Linked DNA regions of Mus musculus: region 1 is linked to region 2. Evidence: chromatin contacts called from public targeted proximity ligation data. All regions are on one chromosome and are shown on one strand. The core of a region is the stretch at or near the end of the contact, and the rest is flanking DNA. Distances in the headings are between cores, read along the strand shown. Region 1 overlaps Atad1 (ATPase family, AAA domain containing 1). Region 2 overlaps Sgms1 (sphingomyelin synthase 1).

Region 1 (6,875 bases), core at 4,241-6,740, 370 kb before region 2:
AATATAAATTATATATAAATATAAGTTACAAAATTTATATATGTGGGTTTGCCTGTATGTATTTAAGTGTAATATGTGTGTGTAATGCCTTGGAAGACGGACGAGGTAGTTTGACTCCCAGAACTGGAGTTATACACAGTTGGAGGGCCACTATGTCAGTGTTGAAAGCATAACCTTGGACATCTGGAACCACAGGGCCATCTCTCCAGTGCCCAAATTTGTTTCCTGCTAGGCTGTTTTCTGCTGCTGTAATAGAATATAATAGATTTATTTAGTTCACAATTCTGGATGTTGGAAAGTTCAAGTGCATGATAACAATATCCAGTCACATTCTGATACTTCATCAAAAGCACAGGGGCAAAAAGAAAGCGAAAGTAAAAAATAACGAAAAATCCCAAACTTGCAAAATTGGTTTGATCATGAGCCAAACACCTTCTGTCAGGCCCCACTTTCCAGCATCACTTGAATTTGTCACTTATCAACTCTATAGCAATTATATATACTGTTTATAAAAGTTTAAAGAACTTACCAGCTTCCAAGGATTGGATCTGTGATTATTAACCATTTAGGGAGTCAAGATAAAAGCCAGATAGCCTTTTCTAAGAAATCTACATATATTCATGTTTTTTAATAGTTTCAGAAAAATTCTTAAAATAGTATATTCTAGGTAAGGAACTTATGTCTTAGACAGATGGCTTTTTGCCTTTTAATTGAATACTTTTTACCTCTTTTGAGGTGAACATCTTATAGGTACAGTGCTACTTGAATGAGCCACTGTCCATTGGTAACCCTTTCACAGAGAGAGGTATCAGCCTAAGAAACAGTAAGTGTGCAAATCTTCTGAACTGGTGTCCATATATTATTCCTAGAAGTAATTAGAAGATAGTTGAGGTAACCAATATAATTATTTAATTTAAAATAGTTTAAGCTTGTCATGGTGGTACACTCAACCAGGTTTTACCATTTGTGAAGCTGAGGCAAGAGAACTGAAAGTTGAAGGCTAACCTGGGTTATAATAGCAAGACCCTGCCACAGGAAATCACCACATGAACAAGCAAACCACCACAGGAGCAAGACTTTATGTATATGGTATATTGTATAAGTAGACAGCTTATAGCTTTTTTTTCCCTTTCAAAACAGGGTTTCTCTGTATAACCCTGGCTGTCCTAGAAGTCACTCTATAGACTAGGTTGGCCTCAAACTCAGAAATCCCTACCTCTACCTCCAGAGTGCTACGATTAAAGGCTCTCAATGCCACCAGGCCTATAACATGTTTGTAGCAGCAGAGTATATACACACACACACACACATACACACATACACACACTGTAGCTGTCTTCAACACACCAGAAGAAGGGCGTCCGATCCTGTTACAGATGGTTGTGAGCTAGATATGTGGTTGCTGGGAATTGAACTCAGGACCTCTGGCAGAGCAGTCAGTGCTCTTAACCATTGAGCCATCTCTCCAGCCCTTTATTTTGCTTTTAAAAGCCTCACATTAATATCCTACATTTAATAAAGGCAGCATTATCATGCTTTCATGTTACTAAGTAGAATCAGAGTTTATTGTGTAAGCTGTTCTCATTTAAGAAAGATATGTTACCACCCTCTTAACAAAAAATCTTTCTCATTTGCTTCATAGTTAATGTTTGCTTTTTATATTCTGAAATGATAGGTGTATATACAGGTACAGATGGATTTCTTTTTCTAGTGAAATTTTTATCATTCTGCAATGACATATTTCCCCAACTATACATTTTGAATAAATATTATACTCTAATCCACCTAAATCTGACCTAACGCAACTAAAAGTATTATATTCACTTCCCTTAATATTTACCTTACATATAATTTTCTACCATTTATTTTCAACTATACATTTTTCTTTCAAGTAGAACATAAAGCCTGCTTCTTTCAGCCTATGTGACTGTTCTAATCCACAGCCATAATTTTATCATGTCTATATCTTGTCTTAGTTTAGTTGTTTGCAGTTACTGTGTTATAATTATAAGCTTGAATTGATTTGTTCTTCATTTAGTTCTTCTCATGAAATGTGCCTTCTTTTTGCTTTCTGTCCCCTCTGAAGTCTCATGTTCAGTAGTGTTTTATATTTCATATTTCCTTTTTTCTCTTTCTGTATTGATTTTGAATTCACATAGGCTTGGTAGTACTGCAACATTGCATGAGATGTGTATGTAATGTCCAGCCTCTGCCTTCTTCCCAGCCTTACTGTACTCGTGTCCTGTGTCTCACAGAGTCTGTACTTAGGACTTCCCTCCTGCTTTCTGTACCTAAATTCAAGATTGTTGTGCGGATAGTCGTTCTTTCCTTTGTTGCCTTTTTATCAAATACAAATAACTAAATTCCTGTTTTTAAAAAAGTACTTGTTTATTATTATTACTATTATTATTATTATATGTATAAGCACTCTGGCTGTATGTACACCTACATGCAAGAAGAGGGCATCATATCTATTTACAGATAGTCAGGGCCTACTATGTGGTTGCTGGGAATTGAACTCAGGATCTTTGGAAGAGCAGCCAGTGCTCTTAACCACTGAGCCATCTCACCAGCTCCACCCAATTTCTCTTCATTTAGCATTTCTATTTAAAAGGATGACACTGATTTGAAGGTCATAGTTGCACAGTTGAATGATGAATGTGTTGTTGAAATGAAGAAAACTTAAAACATTCCTAGAATTAGTGGAAATAAAATTAGCATTCCAAAACCTATGGGATCCAAGGAAACAGTCCAAAGAAGGAAGCTTACCATTCTATGTTCCTGCATTAAAATTTAGATCTCAAATAACCTGATGATGCCTTTTAGGACATTGGAAAGTAAGAAAGAAAAAAAAATGCCCAGAGCAGTGGACCATGTGAAATAGCTAAAATCAGGACAGAGATTAATGAAATAGAAAGAAACAAACAAAAATTACAAAGAATCAGTGAAACAAACAGTTCTTTCTTTGAAAAGATTGATAAGCCTTTAGTCCAGTTAGTAGAAAGAGAAGACCTTGGGCTGGTGAGATGGCTCAATGGGTAAGAGCATCCGACTGCTCTTCTGAAGGTCCAGAGTTCAAATCCCAGCAACCACATGGTGGCTCACAACCATCCGTAACGAGATCTGACTCCCTCTTCTGGAGTGTCTGAAGACAGCTACAGTGTACTTACATATACTTTACTTAAATAAATAAATCTTAAAAAAAAAAAAGAAAGAAAGAGAAGACCTGACTGATTAAAGTCAGAGATGGGAAGGGAGGCACTGTCACAGCACTGAGGGAGTTCAGAAACCGTGCCGGCAGTAGGTTTAAAACTGTGCTAAACTAGGCAATGTATAGAAGTAGATAACTGTTTACATGACTTACTAAATTTAAACCAAGACGGAGAAGTCGTTTAAACCTCTCTATAGCAAGCAATGAACATGAAACGGTATTAAAAATCTCCCAGAAGGAGCTGGAGACGGTTCAGTGAATTAGACTACTTGCTCTTGCATCCACATGATGGCTCACATCCGTTCTACTCTAGTTCCAAGGATCTGATGCCTTCTTCTGACCTCCGTGGTCATCAGGCATACACACTGAACATATATCTATACAGGCAAAACATTTATACATGTAAAATTAAATAAATATAAAAATGTTTAAATCTCCCAATTAAAAAAACGCAGGGCCAGGTAGATTCAGCACAGAATTTTAGACCTTCAAAGAACATCTTAAGCCAAAATTTTTCAAATCATTCTTTAAGAATTTTATAATGTCTCCTTTTAAAATTTGTTTGTTTGAAAAAGGTAGGTACTTTGTGTAGCCTCAGCTGTTGGCTGGCCTGGTACTTAATAGGTAGCCCAGGCTAGCCTTCAATCCCTCCTGATGTGCCTCCTGAGTGCTGCTGGGGTGATAGAATAACAGGCATGTGTCACGGAACCCAACTTATTTTTATCTTTTTTCCCTGTATAGAATTACTATTCTTAAAACAAAATATTCCATAATTAGAAATTGAGTAATAAAGGTGGCATCCATTCCTTAGGAGTGAAGAAAATTATCGTGGCAAATGGGTATATGGGGAGAACCTAGGGGTGGACGTCTGCTGTCTCTTCATATCCTGCTTCTATGACTTGTCTACCCTTGCCCAGCCTTCAGACTATTAATAGAGTATGAAAATTGTGCTGCTTACTTGCAGGATTAAATGAAAATTATATGTATAAGCTGCTTAGCATTGGAAATGAGACCTTAGATTGTGGATAGTAAACATGAATACATTGATTTTCTTGTTTATTTTTTCCTTGTTGTACATTGGTGTGTTTTAAGTTTCCCCAAGCCCTGTAAGCTTAGATGGAAGGACAAAACCAAGTGCTAAATTGAATTAGTATTCAGGTACCATTGTGCTAGAAAGGAATTTTAAGTGTAAAGACATGTGCACATGTTTCAGATGTAATGACAAATAATGAAAAAAAATTTTTTTTAATTATAGTTTTATGGTACTAATAGCTAGCCATTTCTCTTTACTTGGGTGTTACAACATTCTGAACATTAATTCTCAGATGGATATTTTGTAAGTATTTTGCTTAATTTTGTATATTCATTATAAACATATTTCATGTTTATTTAAGGTGGATAGACACGTAGATCTTCTAGAAGTTGCCCAGGAAACTGATGGATTTTCAGGAAGTGACCTAAAAGAAATGTGTCGGGATGCCGCCCTCCTCTGTGTCAGGGAATATGTCAATTCTACATCAGAAGAGAGGTAACTGTGTAGACTCAATTTCTGGTATCTGTCAAACACTTTTGATGAGGTGATTATTGTTGTTTTGCTTTATACTAGATTACTTACAGAAAAAGACAATTGAATTAGCAACTTGTGCCTTTATTATTTATTGGCATTTTCCTGTATGTGTTTGTGTATGTATATGGATATATGCTCATCTGTGTGCATGCAGGCTGATGTTGAGTGCCTTACCACCTTAGCTTTTGAAATGATGGGGTCTTACTGACCCAGAGGTCTCTAGTTATACTAGATTGGCTGTTCAGCGAGATCTAGGGACCCTTCTGTCACAGCCTTCACACTCCTGGGATAACAGGCACACTCCACCTTTTTTTTTTAAATGTGAGATGATACTCAAGTCCTCATGGTGGCCTAGCAAGTGCTTTACCTCTTGAGCTACTCCCCAGCCCTTGTTGCCGTCTTCCTAAAGAAGTCTCTAAATGGAAAAACTGCTGTGGGGATGTTCTAGAATTAAGGGGCAAAATGCTGAGTTTTATTTGATAAGCAATGGGGTGAGTCACAAAAACCCAGGCTTGCCCTCTTTGTTAGGAAAACGGGGTTCTCTAGAATCTATAGATTGTTTCTGTACCTTAAAATTCCTTTCTGTGTAGAAATGAGTATGTATCTTTCAGAAACTTCATACATAACAAAAGTGTGTGGAGCAGTGTGGACAGGGCTGCTACTTAACAGTAATGCAGTTACTAACATGTAACATGACTCGCATGTCAGTCACTTTCACTTGGAACCACTTTGTAAATGTGGTGAGTTTGGGAAATCAACTTTGTCATCCTTATTTCAGCAAAAGTAAGTTAGCCCTGAATTAACTCCTTTGAGAAAGATTCTGAAAAGGCCTTTCTCCCGAAGCTGCACCATACCACACCTTGTATCTTTTTAGAGTGTCAGCTCTCTGATAAAGAATTTTTTTAGTAAACCAGTATACCTTTGAGGTCATGTTAAAGGAGTTTGCCAACTCTTCTCTTGCTCTGAAGTTTTCATACCATGTAACCCTGACTTGCCAACCTGTTATATCGATGCATTTAATTATAGTGAGTGCCATAGTAAGCTTCTGTTAAAACTCATTCACTTTTGTACGAGGTCCCTGCCAGACAGTAGCACCATACTGCTTCCTCCTGCCCCATGTGAGAGATGCATCCCATGTGTGTACTGCCCATGTATAATTCCAGCTATTTCAGCATGTTAACATCATCAGAAATCTACCTTCCAAAGGTCTTTCTTCTCGCAGAAAAAAATAAAAGAAACAAATAGCATATAAACTGTACTTAATTAATTACATTAATAATGAAAGAAAAACCTTGGAAAGCTCTGAAAATTTCAGTGGGAAAATCCGGTCATTAGACTTGAATCATCCTGTTTTCCTCGAAACATTTTTTCCCCAAGTGTCTGTAAACTGTCAAGTAGCAGAATATACCAGGGGTTTGCTGTTGTTGTCTTGTTTTGTTTTTGGTAAAGTGAAGGGGATTTGAATTATTTGTTTTTTTCAAATTGAGTGTTAAGTTCTACTTCTATCTTATAAAAGGCTACTCACGCACATAAATGTCTGTATATGTCTAGGAATGCTAGATTTTGGTTCTCTATTCACAAGAGTAACTTGATTTCCTGATTAGAATTATGCATCCGTTTGAATAGCTTTCTTTAATGAAAATGTGCTGCTCTTACATTCTTGGTGTGAAGTGACTTATACAGCCATTTTGCTTTGCTACCTCCTACTCCTTGGTGCTTTTAAAAGCTGTCTTTCAAGGGGCTGGCTCAGTGCACTGGCTCACCCACACTGTGGTTCAATATTGTCTGTAACTCCAGGTCCAGGGAACCTGCTGCCCTCTTATGCCCAGGCTCTAGACACACACACAGTGTACATATGGACATGTGGACAGACGCTCATACACATAAAGTAAAATAAAAATAAATCTTAAGCCGGGCGTTGGTGGCACACACCTTTAATCCCAGCACTTGGGGGTTAGAGGCAGGCGGATTTCTGAGTTCGAGGCCGGCCTGGTCTACAGAGTGAGTTCCAGGACAGCCAGGGCTACACAGAGAAACCCTGTCTCGAAAATCAATCAATCAATCAATCAATCAATCAATCAATCTTAAAACAGCGTC
Region 2 (6,190 bases), core at 3,475-5,974:
AGCTCCAATTGGCAAGCACACAGGATCACATTTTTTTTACTCCTACCCCTTGGCAGCCCTCTCTCTCTCTCTCCCTCCCCTTCTCTCCCCCTCCCTCTCTCCTTCTCTCCTGGTCATTCTTCTTCTATGGGCAACTTTTTCTTTCTCTCTTCTGTTGTTTCTCCTCTGACCCAAGCCCTTGGAAACTCAACTCTACTTATCTCTCTTCTGCCAAGCTATTGGCTGCAGGCATCTTTATTGACCAATCAGAATTAACTTGGTAGCAGGGTCCCAGGAGCTATGTACAAACTCCAGGTTTTGGGGGCCGCACTTAGCATTACAATAGACAGTTAAAGACAAAAAACCTCAACACCCACCTCTACTGCTTACTGAGTCACACTTTCTGAGCCCCAGAAATTTGCCTTTTTCTTTAGCACTTTGCATTTTAAATAAGCTGCAGAAGCTAGCGCACCAGGGCCCTGTATGCAGTGAATCATTGCTGTTTTGAACAGGGTCTATTTGAGGAGGCTCACAGGTCTTTTACTCTCACCCATACGTAAAGTTGTCATCTGAAGACTGCCTGTCAGGAAAAAGTGCCAGTATTGACTTTGTAAACCTTGAATACTGCTAGTGTCCTTTCCAAACCAAATACAGATGATCAACAAGGAAACCTTTCCTCAGACGGTTGAGTCCACTGGCCTTCAGAACAGTAGCCCTCTGAGAACTGACTCAGGTAGAAAGGAAGTGAGAATCTGATCTCTTCTCTCCAGCTGAGTGGAATTCTCTGGAAAGTCCTAGAAATAGGTTGGTGGATCCCTTTGCCTTCCCCAGGGCATTTATAGCTTTCCCTAGCTGCCCAGGGCACAAGGAGTGGACTTAATTTAAACAGGACGGGACCAGTTATAGCGTTCTTGGGATTCCTGGTGACACAGGTAAGTCTCCATTGAGTTCTAGGCCATCCTGGTCTAGATCATACTGTGTCAAGCCAACTAGAACTATATAGTGAGATGCTGTCTCTATAGTAACAAAAAAGAAGCAATCCCAACACTAGCATTTTGTGTGTGTGAGTCCAGGTTTGGTGTTATGAGCTCATGAGATCACCTCAGAGAAGGTGGGAAAGTCAAGGTGTGGAGAAACCGTTTCACAACAGGTTTGGTCTGGGACTGGACTCTGAAGAAACTTACAGGGTTTATCTTCCATCCATGGTAGAGCTCACTCTGCTGCTGCTGCTGCTGCTGCTGCTGCTGCTGCTGCTGCTGCTGCTTCTTCTTCTTCTTCTTCTTCTTCTTCTTCTTCTTCTTCTTCTTCTTCTTCTTCTTCTTCTTCTTCTTCTTCTTCTTCCTTCTTCTTCTTCTTCTTCTTCTTCTTCTTCTTCTTCTTCTTCTCCTTCTCCTTCTCCTTCTCCTTCTCCTTCTCCTTCTCCTTCTCCTTCTCCTTCTCCTTCTCCTTCTCCTTCTCCTTCTCCTTCTCCTTCTCCTTCTCCTTCTCCTTCTCCTTCTCCTTCTCCTTCTCCTTCTCCTTCTCCTTCTCCTTCTCCTTCTCCTTCTCCTTCTCCTTCTCCTTCTCCTTCTTCTTCTTCTTCTTCTTCTTCTTTTTGGTTTTTCGAGACAGGGTTTCTCTGTGTAGCCCTGGCTGTCCTGGAACTCACTTTGTAGACCAGGCTGGCCTTGAACTCAGAAATCCGCCTGCCTCTGCCTCCCGAGTGCTGGGATTAAACCACCATGCCCGGCTTCTTCTTCTTCTTCTTCCTCTTCCTCTTCCTCTTCCTCTTCCTCTTCTTTCTTTCTCTTTCTTTCTTTCTTTCTTTCTTTCTTTCTTTCTTTCTTTCTTTCTTTCTTTCTTTCTTTTTTAGTTTTTCAAGACAGGATTTCTCTGTGTAGCCCTGGCTGTCCTGGAACTCACTCTGTAGACCAGGCTGGCCTCGAACTCAGAAATCCGCCTGCCTCTGTGGTACCCACCTTATAATGCATGCCTGGATGGACACTGTTCTTGGCACATCCTTGGTACGTCACATTAGGAACAGAGTCTAAATGGGATAGGCTGCCATTCCTACCTCGAGTGTCTGGACATTTGTAGTGGTCAGCATGCTCACAGAGTATATATTATCAGTGTAGAATGGTGTATGTTCCTCAGTCTCTGAGAGAGCCCTGACCAATGAATGGTTCCTCATCCCAAATCTTGGCTTTGTCTGTGTCTAGTCCAATGCTTCATCATAGCATGTACTGAAAAAGTTGCTCATTGGATACAGGCAGTGTGGGCTTAATTATGCTCAGGAAGGGTTAGGGTTAGGGTTAGGATTAGGGTTAGGGTTAGGGTTAGGGTTAGGGGTGGTGTCATCCATTTTGGGTTCTCTATTAGACTTAAACTTCCTGGTGTTGAAATGTGGGCAAGAGTTCTGACCCAGAGAATCATCCTGAGCTGTTTCAGTCCCGCTTAAAAAACACTTTTATAAAAACTGTAGCCTATTCTTACATTGACATGCCAATTCTATAAAAATAAACAGGCTGTGTGCTAAGTAGATTAGGTCTTAGCATCACAAAAGGAGATAGGGACCTGAGAATCACAGAGATGTGTCCTCAATACAACCCCAAGTCATTACCTTAGCAAGTGGGAGAGTTTGGAAACGGAAACAGCTTCTTAACTCTGAAGCTTGGCTTTCAGAGAAAAGGTCATTTGCCCATCATCAGAAAGCTATAGAAAGGGTTTGATCTGAAAATTAACTAAGGCAAGCAGAGGATCCCGGGACACTGGGTGACTAATACTAGTCATTCCGTTACAAATGTGAATTGAAATACAGTCCCAGAAGAATGTGTTTTGGGCATGATACTGCATGGCCTGTAATGCCAGCACTTGGGGAGGCAGAGACAGGAGGACTGGGGCTCAGGCTCATTCTTGTCTACATAGCAAACAGGCTTGCCTGGGTTCCATGAGATCCTGCCTCAAACAACAACCACAACACAATGGACAAGATGTCATGCTATGTCAAAGAATAGAGTTGCTACACTAAGCAATATAGCTTGTTAACTAGAGATGACCAACTGCTTAACAGATTTCAAGAATTTGGAAACCAACTACAAATTTAGCTCTCAGTAAAAGCATCAGGATGACTTGGAAAATTCAGCCAAAGTTGGTTGAGCAAAATGTAAGTGCTGAAAGACTCAGAAAGTTTTTTGTTTGTTTGTTTTTGTTTTTTTTTTCTTTCCCCTAAAAGGCCTCTTGTGTCCAAATGAGAAACAATTTGTGGATCCTTTGTCTCCAGTGAGCCTATTTCTAAGGGTTATTTCTATGGAAAGGATTAGCTCTGAAGATGAACAGTGAACATGGGATGTGACCCAGACAGCTTCTAGTATATGCTCCAATTTGTTTATATAATAGACTGTTGTATATTTGTGTCAACGATGCTGAACAAGCATGGCACAAAATGTTTGATAAACAGACTTCAATGAGCATATGAGAACATTGCAGTCAAGTAGTGATGGGGACACGGGGCTTAAAGACATCTGTCATAGTACTCACTGGATTATCTTCAGTGGAGTTCCATGTTGGGGTTTCCCTTCTTGGTCTTTATTAATTATAGAGCTATCCATGAGCATACTTTCTGTTATTAAAGCAGTTTGAAATAGTAAGCAAAACTATATTCAAATGTATGGGTAACTTGGCAACTTTTCCCCCAAAAGAATGTGATGAGTCTAGTCCTTTTAATTCAAAATAATGAAATAGCCAGTCATCTTAAGTCCAAACATTAGTGGTTCCAGAGAGCTATTTGCCCCTCCCATCCCAGTCTGAACAGAGGAAATGAGTGAGTGATTAGGAATGAGTAAGAGCCGGAGGACTTGGGCCAGCTCATCTGTGGAAAGGAAGAAGGAATATTAATATAGTCCAAGACAGTGTAGAAACCACACCAACACAGCAGCATTAAGTGTTTGCCCAGGAAATTTGAGACTGAGAGGCCTTTCGTCCACTTGTGGGTGTGTTGCCGGAACACCCAGTATGCTTAGGCTTGCCTAACTACCTTATCCTAGAAGAGGTGGATTCAGGCGTGAGAAACAGCTTTTCTAGTCTAAGAGCTGATTCATGAAGCCGTAACGCTGGCTTAGTGAATTGTTTCATTAATTGTCTTTTGAGCCAGGGGCTGCTAGTGAATACCTTTATTCCTAGCACTTGAGAGACAGAGGCAAAGGCAGGGCAATGTCTGTAAGTTGAAGGCCTGGCTGGTCTACATAGTGAGTTGAGAGAAGTGGGGGCAGAGTGGGGAGAGGGAAAGAGGGAGAGAGACTGATTTTGAATTTATGCTTTCTACAAGTCTGCCTCTCACCTGTAAGTCTAGGGTCATCTGTTTATAGAATGATTCTAGCTGGACTTCTGTGAGTGCGGCATCCTGGAAAGTACAAGAGTTTCTGAACCCATGTAAGGCTCGCTCCCTATCTCAGAATATACTGTGATGTGGGTGGGGCTATGCATAATAATGACGGCTGTCTGTCTAATATGTCATCAGCAACTTGTCATGCTAAGATGGACTAGGATTCTGTTTTTGTTTCTAAAGTCTCAGATAATCAAGTCAGCAAGAAACATAAGAATGTTAGGGACTTAGCCTCCTAGTTTTCCAAGTGAATATGTATCCCTGTCTAAAGATTTCCTCCTTCTAAAGTTTTATTAATAAAACAATGAGTGTACAGGATTTCCAGCCCACTTCCTCTTAGAAAGAACAGGGCGGGGCAGCCTGTATCCCAGCTGGGACAGGAAGGGCCCCTGCTCCCACGTCTGGCCTTGGCTCTCTGCCCTTACAAGCTGGAGGGAGGGCTTCTGGGCGAGCAGATGTAGCCTCAAGTCAGTATGGTTCTTTGCCTACTCTTTGGACTGGGCCGACGGGCCAGGGAGAGACACGGGTTTAGTCTGGGAGTTGACACCTGTAGGTTCACCTCTCTTTGGCTGCTGTGATTTTGTTGGGGCTGTGACATAAAAATGACTCTTTAAAGTCTGGAGGTATAACTCTGAAATAAGACTGACTATCTTAGATTCCATTTTTGAATCACAAGCTCGGAGATCAGATAACTATAAAGATGTTGAAAGCAGATATTTTCAACAGGGAGCGGGGAAGATATTGTTCCCTAGGGAAGAGCACACCAATTGGTTATCCAATACCAAATCGTCAATCCTGAAAACATACAAACAAGTAACATTGTACAGACTGAGCAGGCTGTACTTGTATATCTAGGAATATATGTTTATATACATATATGTATATAATAATAGTTAAAGGAAAAAGAGGCTATGAATTTGAATGCAAGGAGGAGGGGCATATGGGGGTATTGGACAGAGGCAGGGAGGGGAGAAATGAAATAATTTTCCAAATAAAAGAAGGAATTAAAACAAATTGTTTGGGCTTTTGATTGGGAATGGACTAGAACCAATGAAACAACAAAACTCCTTGTAATGCAAGAAGGATGATCTATGTGGCCGGTGTTTAGCAACTGTGAAAAATTCATTTAATGTGTGATGTTGGGATGGGTGAAGACAAAGCATCCTTTGTTGACATTGGTGATAGCATTGGTGATGCAGCTCAAGCAAAGCTGGGCTCTGAGCTGTAGGCTTGCCCATCCCGAGCTCACTGTGAAACTGCAGGCTCTTCCTGTGCTGCAGGCTCTTCTTCATGTCCCAAAGCTCAGTTAAGTCCCCAGTGACCTGATATGTAAGGCGACTGAGTACAGGCTTTTAGCTAGGGCTGAGAAGGAAGCTGTGTTGAGTTCAGCAGGAACAAGGAAATCGCCCCCCCCCCCTTTATCTGATGAGACCCATCACATGGAAGGACTTAAAAGAAAGCAACAGCAGCTAGATAGTGATGTTGCTTAGCTCATAGAATCCTTGCTTGGCATGGATGTGACCCTGGGTTAGATCCTCAGCAGCCCATGAAACCAAGTGTGGGCATGAGTGCCTTCCTGTCAGCAACTGGGACGAGGAGGCTGGAGGATGAGAAGTTGAAGTAAGGATGGGGCCAGCTTTGTGATACAAGAGATCATTCATCAAAACCAGACAAACAACTAAGAAGATAAAATGTTCTAACCACCCTTACCCCATGATCCCAGTAGAACAAGGCCGAACACACCACTTAGAAGGTAATCCAAAACAAGGTATTAAGAGCTGTTACAGTAAGGTTTATGTAATAGATGAAATGTGAGCAACATCCTTTCTGGTTTCTGACTGATGGCAATTC

What was found.
Region 1: a targeted proximity ligation map of the NIH/3T3 cell line shows a contact between it and region 2, with 5 read pairs. A contact is called at or near these places in 2 of 130 datasets of targeted methods (the NIH/3T3 cell line and embryonic fibroblasts).

Annotation. Positions count from the first base shown.
Region 1 is chr19:32,674,581-32,681,455 of GRCm38.p6, reverse strand. Atad1 (ATPase family, AAA domain containing 1) reads left to right here. Exons shown (of 10, transcript NM_026487.3): 9 at 4,606-4,739. Among named protein-coding and RNA genes, the nearest start is that of Atad1, 34 kb to the left of the region's middle.
Region 2 is chr19:32,302,750-32,308,939 of GRCm38.p6, reverse strand. All of the region lies in intron 2 of Sgms1 (sphingomyelin synthase 1), which reads left to right. Among named protein-coding and RNA genes, the nearest start is that of Sgms1, 83 kb to the left of the region's middle.